2 separate regions of the Triticum aestivum genome follow, and region 1 is linked to region 2. Evidence: chromatin contacts called from public Hi-C data. All regions are on one chromosome and are shown on one strand. Each heading gives the region's core, a stretch centred on a gene start, on an enhancer-like site or on the middle of the called end of the contact. The rest is flanking DNA. Distances are from core to core; before and after follow the strand shown. Region 1 holds the start of LOC123181574. Region 2 holds the start of LOC123181572 (probable protein phosphatase 2C 72).

What was found. Hi-C and Micro-C count contacts between places; a contact is called where the count stands out from the background.
Region 1: a Hi-C map of an unstated tissue shows a contact between it and region 2, with 7 times the contacts expected there. The contact joins the promoter of LOC123181574 here to the promoter of LOC123181572 in region 2. A contact is called at or near these places in 3 of 5 Hi-C or Micro-C datasets (leaf and an unstated tissue).

Annotation. Positions count from the first base shown.
Region 1 is chr1D:297,744,703-297,751,544 of IWGSC CS RefSeq v2.1, forward strand. It overlaps LOC123181574, which reads left to right and starts at 4,314. Exons shown (of 6, transcript XM_044593869.1): 1 at 4,314-4,605; 2 at 4,681-4,757; 3 at 5,395-5,478; 4 at 5,635-5,722; 5 at 5,892-5,989; 6 at 6,090-6,704. The coding sequence starts at 4,437. The coding sequence ends at 6,110.
Region 2 is chr1D:297,352,934-297,359,569 of IWGSC CS RefSeq v2.1, forward strand. It overlaps LOC123181572 (probable protein phosphatase 2C 72), which reads left to right and starts at 3,027. Exons shown (of 5, transcript XM_044593866.1): 1 at 3,027-3,478; 2 at 3,632-4,058; 3 at 4,567-4,934; 4 at 5,455-5,691. The coding sequence starts at 3,734.

The DNA of each region.
Region 1 (6,842 bases), core at 3,064-5,563, 390 kb after region 2:
AGTAATCTCCCCCTAATGAAGGTCACGTCATCATGATCATCATGCCAAAATGCCACTTGTCCAAAATCTGCTTCAAATTCAAATTCAAATTGCATGTCAAATATTTGCTTCTTCTTTCATGCAAATAAAATAGTTCATCCTATGGAAAATAATCCCTAGATATTTGTCATGTTGAAGCCAACATTTTTGGAATTCCCAAATTACCCCTGAGGATTTATTATCTGGTCCACCAGTATTTAAGATGTCCTTTTCATTTTCTAAAAATGCTTGGACAACTGCTGAAGGCCCCAAACTTTTTGTGGCAGTGCCCAATTATTCTTTGAAATTGTTTTGACCAGTGGCATATTTTTGCAAAGTAAGTTGTGTCTAAAAGAAAAGCAAAAGCTGCTGGAAAAAGAAAAAACCAAAAAAAAAGAAAAGGAAATGGAAAAGCAAAGGGATGGGAGAGCCCCTGGCCTTCCCATGGGCCTTGGCCCATCCCAGTAGGCCGGCCCATGCCCCCTCCCCGGTCGCTTCCTGTTCCTCCGACCGGGCGGGACAGCGCGTGCCCGTCGCCGTCCAACCACCTCGTCGGCGACGTCCGACGAGGGGATAAGGCCCCGCGCCTCCCCTCCTCCTCGATCCACGCCTCCACTCACCCCACCTACCTCCACCCACTCCCCTCTCCATCTCGGCCGCTCTCTCCCTCGCTCTCCAGATCCCCTCCCCACCTCAACCGACCGCCGCCGTCGCCATGGCTGTGCCGTAGCCGCATCCACCTCCCACCGCGCGCCTCGCCAGCACGTCCACAAGACGCGTCGTCGACCTCTACCTCGACTATGCCTCGCCATCGAGCTCGAGGAGCACCGCAGGCCGCGGATCGAGCCGCCCCCTTCCGCTTCGGTCGCCGGCGATCTTCCTCCTCTCCGACGCTCCTGCTACTCCTAACCTTCCAAGGGCCACCGTGCGTGCCGCTAGGTGAACTCCTCCGTCTCCTGCTCCCCTCCTTTTAGCCTCTTCACGCGCCGTAGCTAGCTGCTGCCGCGCCCGAGCTCTGTTCGCCGCCGACGAGCTTGTGGCTGTGGCCATAGCCCTTGTCACGCTCGCCTGAGGCCTCCGTCGTGCTCCTGGTATTCCCATGAGCCCAACACGCACGCGCATGCCCCCTCCCGTGCCTCCTAGCGCCGTCCCCAATGAGCGCCCGAACGCATTGCCGCGGAGCTCGCCGCCGGCGAGGCTCCGATCACCATTTGGTCACGGGCTCAAGCCCGTTGGACTCGCCGCACCACGGGGATCCTCCCCAGCCTTTCCATTCGCTCCGTAGCGCGCTGCTTCGCCATCTCCGTCGCACACCCGAGCCAAGCCGCCATCGCTGCAACTCATCGCCGGCGCCCTTTCCAGCCTCCCCAGCTGCTGCCGCTGCCGCCACTCGACGTGGCTCGTTCACCGCATCCGAACGGCGCCTCTCGCGCGTCAAATTAACCCCGGACGGCTGTTTCCGAACATCACTGACGATGCGCCGCCGCGAAACGGCCCGCCGGAGTTACTCCGGTCACCAGCGCCGGCGTGGGCTGACGAGGACGCCTGGGGCCCGCTCCCTGAGCCACTGACCGTGGGCCCGTGGGGCCTTGTTGACTGAGTTGACTCAGTCAACTCTGCTGACTGGGCACCCCTTGTCAATGACAGGCGGGTCCCACCCACAAATTAACTTTGGTGTAATTTAAAATGTTTAATTAACCTAAGCAGCCACTGACACCTGGGGCCCACCCCCTTATTTAACTCTGTTTAAATAAATTGAAGTCTGTTAACTCTCTGTCTATGACATGTGGGTCCCACTAGTCCCACAGGTCAGTTTTGACCTGGTCAGCGAGTCTGTTGACTGCTGACATCATCCCCACGCAATGCTGATGTCATTTTTCCTTTTCTGTTAATTCTGTTCATTTAAATAATTCCAAAAATGCTTTAATCGTTGAAAATTCATAGAAAATAAATCGTAACTCCGATGAAAATGTTTTCTGCACTAAAGTTGCTCAGAAAAATGAGACGAACCCGAATACGCTACCCACATGACTCTTGTATATTCGAGCTTATGTATTCGAGCCCTCGAGGCCCCTGGCTTGTAATATAAAGCTTGTATTATTTTAATTTGTGTCTAGAGTTGTGTTGTGATATCTTCCCGTGAGTCCTTGATCTTGATCGTACACATTTGCGTGTATGATTAGTGTACGATTGAATCGGGGGCGTCACAATCATCGAGTTGAACGTGTGCATAACTCAGAGGTGTCGTACGTTCTATGCTTGATCGGTCGGAACGAGAAGAAGTTCGACTACATCAACCGCGTTGTCAAACTCTTCCGCTTCCGATCTACGAGGGTATGTAGACACACTCTCCCCCTCTCGTTGCTATGCATCTCCTAGATAGATCTTGCGCGAGCGTAGGAATTTTTTTGAAATTGCATGATACGTTTCCCAACACACCGAGGAGGACAGGTTCGTGTTGATGAATTCGGAGAGCATGGATGCAATGACAAAACAATTTTGGGAATTGAGAAGAATGAAGATCATGTGTCGGAGAAAGATGGAGCTTCGAAGTCTTATGGCCAATGGGTTGGGTAATGCAGGTGGTGGTGTGGGGTTTGGAGGGGGGTTTGCATTTGACAATGTCAGTGGTGGTGGCTTCAACATTGGTGGTTTTGGAGGTGGTGGCGGCTTGGGAAATGGTGGTGGAGGTGGGTTTGGAGGTGTTGTTGGATTCGGCATTGGGGGTGGTGGTGGTGGTGAAGCTTTTGGCAACGGTGATGGAGGTGGTGGTGGTGGTGCTTCGGCAAACGATGTTCATAATAATGGTGGTGCTCATTCTCCGGTCTAAGTTGTTGAAGATGGAGGTGCTAGCACCCGCGATGGTGGCGACGATCTTCGCAACAATGAGGAGTTGCTTGATTTCCTCATGCATTCGATCATGTTTTTTTCTTGTTCCCGCATTTTGTACGGCTAAACTTGCTACTTCGTATGTTGCATATGATCTTGAATGTGATGAACTAATGAGACTACGTGTATATATATTTCATGCATCTATATGCAAGCACTTGTTAATATTTGCCCTATGATTTTTTTACGCTACCACAAGGTCAGGTCCTCTAGTACGTGAACGGCGCACCACGCACGGCGGCAGCCTGTCGCTCGTAGCCTGCACCCTATGCTACGGTTTCTCCTGCCTCCCACCGGCGTCGTCACCGGTCTACCTTGTCTCTTGTGGTCTTAGGACCATGGAGGCGCGGTGGATCTCGGTCCTTGTCGGCGGGAGGGCTTCGTTTTCTGATTTTTTTTTAGTTTTGTTTGGGTTTGTGTCCTACTTAGAGATGCGAGGCAGAGGCGGCTCTCTGCAGATGGAATAAGGTCCTCCCACCTAGCCCCTGTTCTGATGGTGTTTCTAGCATCGTTGGAGGGCGTGTGAAGGTTTGTCTCTGACGGATCTCGTAGATACCATGGGATTCGGTCGGCGTTTGTCTTAGGTGGATCCACGTGGACCCGGTCTTCGTTCTTCTATATTCGTGTGTCTACAGGATGGATACTTCTGATCTATGTTTCTCTTCATCGGTGGTGGTTGTTGTTCTGGTGCGTTGGTCCTATGGGGCGTTAGCATGATGATTTTCTGACTGTCTACTACAACAATGTTTGCCCAGCTCCGATGTGAGAGGGGCGATGACGCCCGATGCGCCTTTGGCTCGCTTCAGTGTATGTAGTCGTCGCTAGGTGGTCTATGAACCGGAATGTATTTTTTACTTCTGATATTCTTTGTACTATCTTGACGGTTGACGAATAGATTGGAGTTTTTCCAAAAAAAAGGCCGGGTCCTCTAAACCCGTCGTAAATTTTTAGGTGACGAGTTTTAAGGATCTATTTGGTTAGACGTCTCGGGCACCGCAGCAAAATTTACAGCCCGTCTGAGTTTTGCTAAGCAAAATTCACTTTTCTAACCTGTGGACGTAACAATATCACAAAATGAACCGGTGACGAAATTTTTTCATCCGGCTGATCTTTTTGTGTATCGCCAGACAGTTAGACACCACATTACACTGTGCAGTGTCTGGCTCCCACGCCCTACACGCCTAGTCAACTACAATGTGTCGTGCCACTAGTGCGACGCTTACACTGCATAGTGTAGCGTCTAGCTCTCAGGCGTTACACATTGATGTAGCATTTTTCAGGCAGTCTGGAGTGCGATGCCGGCTAGACGTGAGCGTTGTACAGTGTAGTGTGTCTCCTAACGGGCGCTACACAAAAGGTCAGCCGGATGAATTTTTTTCGTGATATTTTTTCGTCCACGGGTCAAATTTGTTGTTTCTGCCGTTTTGCTAGACGTGGCTTCAGACGAAACCCTGACGGAACATAGACCACGTACAAAACCACACAAACACACAAGGATAACGTCGCCGTCGTCCTCGCCGCCGGCGCCGATGACTTCGCCGTCCGCCCCCGTCCTCCACCGCCAAATCCTGCCCAGACCCTTAGTACCCTCCTGCCGCGTCTCGCCCCGCACCCCCGCATCCGTCGCGGCGCAGCCGTCGCCGTCGCCGAGGAGAATATGGCGCCTGCCCCTGCTCCGATCGTCGCTGCCTCCCGAAGGTGCGCGCGCGCCGCCACGCACCTGCAATATTCCCGGTTTCCTTCCGCACATCTGACGCGCATCCGTCGTCCTAGGATCCCCGGCGGAGCTTGTAGCAGAGGACTCCAAGTTCGTGCCGCTGAACGCCGAGGACCCGATGTACGGACCGCCGGTGAGTCGCCGCCAGTTGCGCGTTACAAGAGAGTGTTATTCCACGCCCCCGCTGCATATACATATAGCTTCTGTTGCCGGTGAAATATAGTGATTTTGTTTACTTCGAAATGCTGAGATCAGTGTCACTGAATTGTGACCCCATTTCAGGCATTGTTGCTCATCGGATTCGATAAAAGCGAGACCGTCAAGGTATTCGGTTCACAGGATTGTTTGAACCCGCGTGATGCTTGCATGCCGATATTGACAGATAGAACGTAATTTACAAGTAATTCCTGTGAATTTTCGTAACTAGAGCAGATTCAGGAGTTCCTAAAGGAGCTGGACGGTGATTTCCTCAAGGTAATTAAGTTTTGCGCCTGCTGTAACAGAAGTTTACAGAGAAAGGAACAGGTTCGGTACATTTAACTGCAGAAGAATAGAGATTGAACAAATACGAGTCTTCTCCACCGTTAAAAAAATAGTCGTCTTCTCGATTACAGTAAGGAATAAGATCAAGAAATGAGTCTAGAAAAAAAACCACTGAAATGGAGTAGCGAAAGCTTACTCTCATTCAGAAACAAACATGTGAGACGAAAATACTGTAGAATGTTTGTCATGCGATCCTGATAGTTCAGCCAAACTTGTTCTTGCGTCAGGTGATTCATTGTACAGAAGAAATGACGAAACAAACTTTGTGGGATGCTATGCACACTGAGCAGCCTAATGTAGAAGCTGTCAAGGTAACAACACTTGCAAACATGACATTTTCAGTCTTTACTGCCCTTACTTACACTCTTGTGCTGAAATAACAGCCTTGCCAAATGCCTTCAATCACTTCTTTCATAGCCTTAAATTTTACCGTGGATCGCTAGTTAACATGCGTGTTCGGTTCACAGATTATGAAATCTCCGCAGAGAATATGCATCTTTTCTGGTCTGACCGGTGAGGAGATGATGATGTTCATCAACGCCTTCCCAGAAACAGGTACTAGTTCCTTAGTCCTAGGTCAAAGGAAATTCAGAAACTGTAAGAGAAAAAACAGCGTCTTTCCACACACTCAAACAAAAGACTGTGTGACGAAATAAATTCTAGTGTGGAAGCTTTATCTCAGGCCGTGTGTCATCAAACTGACGAGCTGTTGCTCACTGTTCAGGGTTGGAACAAGCCGCTTTCGCAGCACTTGTTCCCAACAGCGCAGAGAAGGTTCTTGCTGAGGTGATCGAGGAAATAATGGGTGACCATGAGATGCTGGTTTGTTGCTTCTGACTACTGCCAACTTCTGTGTTCTTCTTCTGCCTTCAGTACCTGCAGACCGAATGAGTTTTTTGCTTTCTTGCTTCACTACCTGCAGACGGGAAAGAATTCAGCATGAAGGTAGTATGTCTCAGGTAGTGACCTGTCCGCAGAGACAAAATCAGGCAGCATTGAACTGATCCTCAAATGGTCTCTTGAAATCGCCCGCTCCAAGTGATCCACCGTGTAAATGTCAATCCTTCGACTGTCTCCATCTGCTGGTAAATGTTAATCTACTAGCTACTGTTTCAAACCCGCAGCTGCAAGCCCTGCAGCTAGATCACTGTTCATTTGAAACTGAGATGAACATTACTGAGGCTTTTCTTGACGTAACCATGTAATTACAATCTTTTTTGTTGGAAGCACTTAATTCTTGGACAGTTCTTCTGGTGTTCGATTAAGGCACAGAATCTCTCAGCATGCCTATCCACATACAACTTTTATTCCTTTTTACTCCATGAAAAGGATGGTACTCTGTATCCTTTGCTTCAACCGTGGTGCTACAGTGTAGTGAATAATTCTACTGTCTACAATGAATAATACTATATTTTTTTGCGGGAAACAATGAATAATACTATTGTCTTTCTTGAAGTAGTACGGATGAGGATCCTGGCATGTGAGAAGTTTGTTTAATCATCTGTGTAAGACAATTATATCATGAGTTATGCGGTAAGAGTTTGCTATCTCTTTGTATATACAAGTCCTACTTGGCGGCAAAGTGATCTGAAAACAATGTAACCAAATGGTAGAGAAGATAAAATAGCAAGCCTTGTTCTTGTCGCCTCTCTGGCTGTGCCTCCGAGGAGGGGTG
Region 2 (6,636 bases), core at 1,777-4,276:
TGTGAGTCCCCCGCCAAGGACAAATTTTTTAACGAGTTCAGCAGATCGCCCAAGGGTGAGTGCTGGAAGATGTCTGCGGCGCTGAACTCGAAAATCGACAAGCGATCAAGTTCGGCATCCGCGGACTCACGCGGTTTGGAACTTATACCCGGAGAAGAGTCCGGAGCTCCGGTGACGCGAGTATTGTGTGAGGTTAAGTCCATGTGCGGCTCCAGCGCCGGGGAGTCTGTGGCCTCCGTGGTGGGGTCAAGCCTCCGATCCTGGGATGCCGCGGTGTGCTCTGGATCTAAGGCCAGAGGGGTCACAGGAGCTATCTCCTGGATGTGGTCTGACGACAGATTTAGGTCATGTTCGTCAAGGTGACCAGGAGCGGTCGCCGCGGTCTCGAATCCGGTGAAGATCAAATCTCCACGGATGTCCGCAACGTAATTCAAGCTCCCAAATCTGACTTGATGGCCAGGGGCGTAGCTATTGATCTGCTCCAGGTGGCCAAACGAGTTGGCCCGCAGTGCGAAGCCGCCGGACACAAAGATCTGTCCGGGGAGGAAGGTTTCTCCTTGGACAGCGTCATCGTTGACGATTGAAGGGGCCATCGAACCTTTTTGGGGACGGCACAGTGGAACTCTCACTGAAAGCACCAATGTCGGTGTCAAAACCGGCGGATCTCGGGTAGGGGGTCCCGAACTGTGCGTCTAAAAAGGTCGATGGCAACAGGAGACAGGGGACACGATGTTTACGCAGGTTCGAGCCCTCTTTATGGAGGTAATACCCTACTTCCTGCTTGATTGATCTTGATGGATATGAGTATTACAAGAGTTGATCTACCACGAGATCGTAATGGCTAAACCCTAGAAGTCTAGCCTGTATGACTATGGTCATGGGTCCCTCTTTCCGGACTAAGTCCTCCGGTTTATATAGACACCGGGGAGATCTAGGGTTACACAAGGTCGGTTACAAGGAAAGGAATCTACATATTTGGTCGTCAAGCTTGCCTTCCACGCTAAGGAGAGTCCTATCCAGACACGGGTGCAGTCTTCGGTCTTCATGTCTTCACAGCCCATCAGTCCGGCCCATGGCTAACAGGCCGGACGCCCGAGGACCCCTTAGTCCAGGACTCCCTCAACCTTTAGTTGGTCCGACCCATTTAATCTTTATAGGTCACTTTTGGGCCCGTCCACGTGTCAACATATTATAGGTGCATCTCGCCCATTGGATGAGTGACACCTATGCCAACGCGGAGCTGACACGTGGTTCCGTCAGCCAATGAGAATTTTACACGTGGAAAATCGGCATTGGTCGTGGCTGTTAGCGGGTTATCGGATCCAAAACTGGACCCGACAGCTTAACGACGACCCGTTACGGTAGATGCCACGTGTCGGTCACTCTTGACGAAAGCACTTCCATGACGCGGCATTTATCGTCATGGAAGTGGACACTTCCGTGATGATAATTTTGGTAATGTCATGGAACACTTCTACGATAACTCAGGTATGACTATCTTGATTCTGTCATAAAATCGTCATGGATATACATGCATGACAGAAAACGTGACCTACTGTGACAAACACGTATCATCACAGAAGTTTATTTTTTCGTAGTGCGTTAAGAAAGTTACGGCAAAGTGAACTTCGTGATACGATTAGATGCTAAGCTTACGGTTGGGTCTGTCCATCACATCATTCTCCTAATGATGTGATCCCGTTATCAAATGACAACTCATCTCTATGATTCGGAAACCTTAACCATCTTTGATCAACGAGCTAGTCTAGTAGAGGTTCACTAGGGACATGGTGTTGTTTATGTATCCACTCATGTATTTAAGTTTCCGCTCAATACAATTTCTAGCATGAATAATAAACATTTATCATGAAGGGGGAATATGATAATAACCATTTTATTATTGCGCCTAGGGCATATTTCGAACAATCCACCCAACCGATATAGTCGACGTAGGTCATCGGCGATCCATACAGCCGATCTCAGTGAAGTAGGCAAGGTAATCTGGGTCATACCATGTGGGGGGAAAGTTGTTGGTCGAACTAGAGGTCGACATGGCTCTAAATGAGAAGTCGTTGATGATATCAGACTCAGTGGAGACATGAATCAATTGGCGTGACTAGCGTATTTCCTATATGAGATGTTGGTGATGAAGATGAAGTCGGCAGAGACGACGTTGATGGAGATGCATACCTCGTCGAAGCAGATGACGACGATGTCGATCAAGATGATGTTGATGTTGTAGTTCTGATTTGGCAATGCGAGATCCTCACAAACGGCACAATTATAAGGGTACTAGGCAAAGTACCTAACATCGGGATGATAGTTGCATGTTGATATGTTCGGTAGTAGAATGTAACCTTGGTCGTGGGACAAACATATATAACATATATTTAATCCATGTTTGAGCCTTCATGAGGGGGTAACATCATACTCCTGCTCATGCAAGATTGTCTCAAGAGATATTACAATGGAGGAACACAATGTGGTTTCCGACGGGGTTGGACGCTAATTCGTCGAGTACATCGATGGACGACCGAGACGTGTGTCTGGTCAAATCTATTGTAAAGCTAGTCTAGAGCTTGAGAAGATGTCGAATGTGTCTCCCCTTTCATTGAGTACCTTTTATAACCCTTGTGTTATCCGCCTTGATCTTCTTGCACCGTATGACCTAACCTAGACTCTTCAGATTTGATAGGTGTATGACTTCATCTTCGAGAACCAGTGATGACACGTCCAGTGCCCAGGGCCCAACACTGCATGTACATATGCATATATAACTCAAAACACAGTATACACAACACATGATTACGGCAAAATCATTTTTTGAACAAGTGCCCACATGAATAGAGTATAGGTACCTGCGTTTGTAGAGGTGATCGTCAGTGTGTACGTGTGAACGTTTGATTTGTATCATGCTTCTTTTTATAGTTTATAAACAAAAAGCCTTTTTCTTCGTGTGTATGATAAGAAAGGCAGTCAGAGAAAACAGGGGAGAGATTAATGGAAGCATTCCACGAAATAGTCACCACCCCGGAATGAAATTAGGTCCTATCGCCTTTGCCATTGCCTTGCTGGCCCCGACCCCCCCTCGCTCTCTCCTTGGGTTGCCTTGTTCGTCTTCTCTCTTGCTTGCTAGTCCTCTCTCTCTCTCTCTCTTTGCTGTGGAGCGGAGAAGATAGAGAGATTCCCTGATCTGCTCGTCGATCGGGCCTGCCTGCCTGCCTGCAAAATTTGGCACCGCGAGAAGGGAGACCGAAAAGGAGAGCGGAAAAGCGCATCTTATTTTAGTCTCTCCGCCTCAGCTTCGCGGTTGCTTCGTCTGGATCCCGTAGAGGAGCCCACCCGTTCCACCAAAACCCAATCTTCCGCTTGCTCGAGATCGATTGGTTTCCAGATCCAAGCCCGCCCCTCCCTCGTCGCGAGATCGCAGGAAATCTGGGCGCGCGGCTCGGCAGGAAGCTATCCATCCAAGAAAAAGGTGAGTTGTTCTTTTCTTGTTTGGTCCCTCGTCTTCAATGCGTGTAGAGTGTGGATGTTCTTGGCGATCTCTCCCCCTTCGATCGCGCAGCGTCTGCCGTGGATTGATCGGGCTCTTGATCTTGGTGTTTGTGTTGGTTGGCTTCGATGGCAGATTTGGCGAGGCGAAGGAAAGGGGAGAGGATATCGGGAGAGAAGGCGAATAGACATGGCTTTTGTGAGGCAGCGGGCGATGGGGAGGTGGCGGAGATGAGGGATGCTATTGTCTACGATGGATTACCTGAGATCTTGCTGGGGTCCGACGTCGTCGCCGGACGGGCGCCCTCGCAAGGGGGTGGATGCGGCCGGCCGGCAGGACGGGCTCCTGTGGTACAAGGACGCAGGGCAGCTCGTCGCCGGCGAGTTCTCGATGGCCGTGGTCCAGGCCAATAACCTGCTGGAGGACCACAGTCAGGTGGAATCCGGGTCGCTGAGCACCACGGATCCCGACCTGCAGGGCACCTTCGTCGGCGTCTATGATGGCCATGGTGGACCGGAGACGGCACGCTACATCAATGACCACATGTTCAACCATCTGAAGGGTAATACCTCAACCGTTGCTGCGGCTCTCCTGTTGTAGAACTTAAACTAGAAAGGATTTTCACCCGCAAAAAAAAACCTAGAAAGGATTTTACATCAAATGTCAGTCCAGCTATGCTATACGATCCATAGGTGTATCGTTTCCCATTGCTAGACCTGCAAGTGTCTGCAATTGATGCTGATTGTTCTCAGCCATTTTTCCATGGAAGTAGATATTTATTGGATGCCTGCATTGCATGGGATATGGTTCTACTTGTAGTAATACAGAGAACAAACAAGCGCAATTTAAATGCTGTTTTGTTCAGAGCAATCACCTAGTTTATACTATATTCGATCCTTGGTTGATTTATTTTACTCCAAAAGTCCAAATATAATGGAAGCGCATTTATTGTTGACTGTAGAGTGAATAAATGATAGTGTCGTTTACTCACCTTCGCGTCATATTATGATATGTTTGAACTACATGGCAATCTCCATTAGTTCCCTCACATGATGAACTTCCTTTTTCAGGATATGCATCTGAGCAGAAATGCATGTCAGTGGAAGTAATTCGGAAGGCTTTCCGAGCGACCGAGGAGGGATTTCTCTCTCTAGTCAGTAATCAATGGTCGGTGAGGCCGCAATTAGCAGCGGTAGGCTCTTGCTGTCTAGTTGGTGTGATTTGTGCTGGAACTCTCTATGTTGCAAATGTTGGGGACTCCCGTGCTATTCTGGGGAGACTTGTCAAGGGAACTGGAGAGGTTGTGGCTATGCAACTCTCAGCAGAACATAATGCATCCTTCGAGGAGGTTAGGCGAGAGATGCAGGCAATGCATCCTGATGATCCCCACATTGTGATCCTGAAGCACAATGTTTGGCGTGTGAAGGGTATTATTCAGGTAAATGTCCGGAGTTCAAAAATTGCAACTGGCATGTGATCCATAGCTTGCTTTATACAGTCTTCAGACATTAGGCTTAACTTTTCATTATAACCATAACTGCGTTTAAATGCTGTGTCCCCATGCTTCTGTTAGAATTGTTGCTGCATGTTTTTACATTAGGCAAATTCTCAGTTATCAACTATACGTAGGTGTTCTTGTTGGCTATTTTTTTACCTGTGTATACAATCTGCAATAATGCAACGGTCTGAGTCTTGTAATTAGGTATTAGCCAAGACAAATACCATATTCAGCTGTTGAATGCATTTCCCTTGATGTCGATCCCGCAAATAAATTATTATGTACGCCTGTGTTTCTTAAAACAGATATGAGGTGTTCTACAATATGGCCATGTGCATTTCCTAGATGAATCACTTTAATCTGCTGTTGTCTCTTGCATAGCGTTACTGCTTAGTCCCTTCCCAAATGCCATGCAATTGCTTCTGCCGTGTATCTCACATGGTAGGATAATGTGTTGCAGATAACAAGGTCCATTGGAGATGTGTATCTGAAGAGACCAGAATTCAACAGAGAACCTTTGCATAGCAAGTTTCGGCTTCCAGAAACTTTCCGGAGACCGCTTCTTAGTTCTGAGCCAGCAATTACTGTACACCAAATACAGTTAACTGATCAGTTCATCATTTTTGCATCTGATGGACTCTGGGAGCATCTTAGTAACCAGAAAGCTGTTGAGCTAGTCCACAGTAGTCCTCGTAATGTATGTGTTCTTATCTTATGTTTAGTTTCTGTTACTGGGTTCTTTGAAAGCTAAGTGCTAGTTCATGCATTCTTTTTCCGAACAACAAAGTACGTATTTCTGCTTTTGTAGTAATTTCATCGTTCTTTGGTTGATGTTTCTGTTGAGGTAAGTGGACATATTTTCTTTCTTATAAGGAATTAAGGGAACACTAGATATGAACATCTTTAGAAGTCGTTCTAAGTTCTGTTAACATGTAACAGTTCTGCAAGTACATAATATAGACATATTATCATGCTACGGTATATTAGATTTTGTTCGCCTGCCACGATGGTTGCAACCGACTTAAATGGCACCAAGTTATTGATTTTGTAGCACCTCCGCAGTTGTTGGTGTTTTAGGTACTTAAATTTGTCTGTAGCAAAATGTTGTTAACAACAGTGGTTTAGTCCCTAGAATTTTGTGTTTCTCTGCCGGTCCTGGATTAGGTCATGTCTGCCTAATGTGGTATAGGTTATATTGTTGCTTATGTATGTCCCCTTTTCATGTCACTTCGCTGAATTGAAGGTTACATGCTTAAACTTCAGTCTGCAAATGCCTGGTTGGTCGCTTATTGAGGAGATATTTTGTAGAAGTTATTATCTTCAAAGCTCCTCCATTCTCGATGATGAATCGATTTGATAGATCAGATATTGTTATTCCAAATATTGATCCGATTCAGTATCATCAGAATGACAAAAGCTGACTTGTTTTTTTTCGAGGGAACCATTTTTAGATCTCTTCAACATCTGCATTCTGCATTGAAGCATTGTGAATGAGCTACTTTACAACTGATTCATTTATATTAATCACACCTTTCCTGAACTATGGGGATTGTCACCTCACCAACTAACCAATGTAGACATGTTACTGAATCTCACTTCACATTTCAGTTTGCAAACAGACCATGTAGTAGGACCCAGCTTC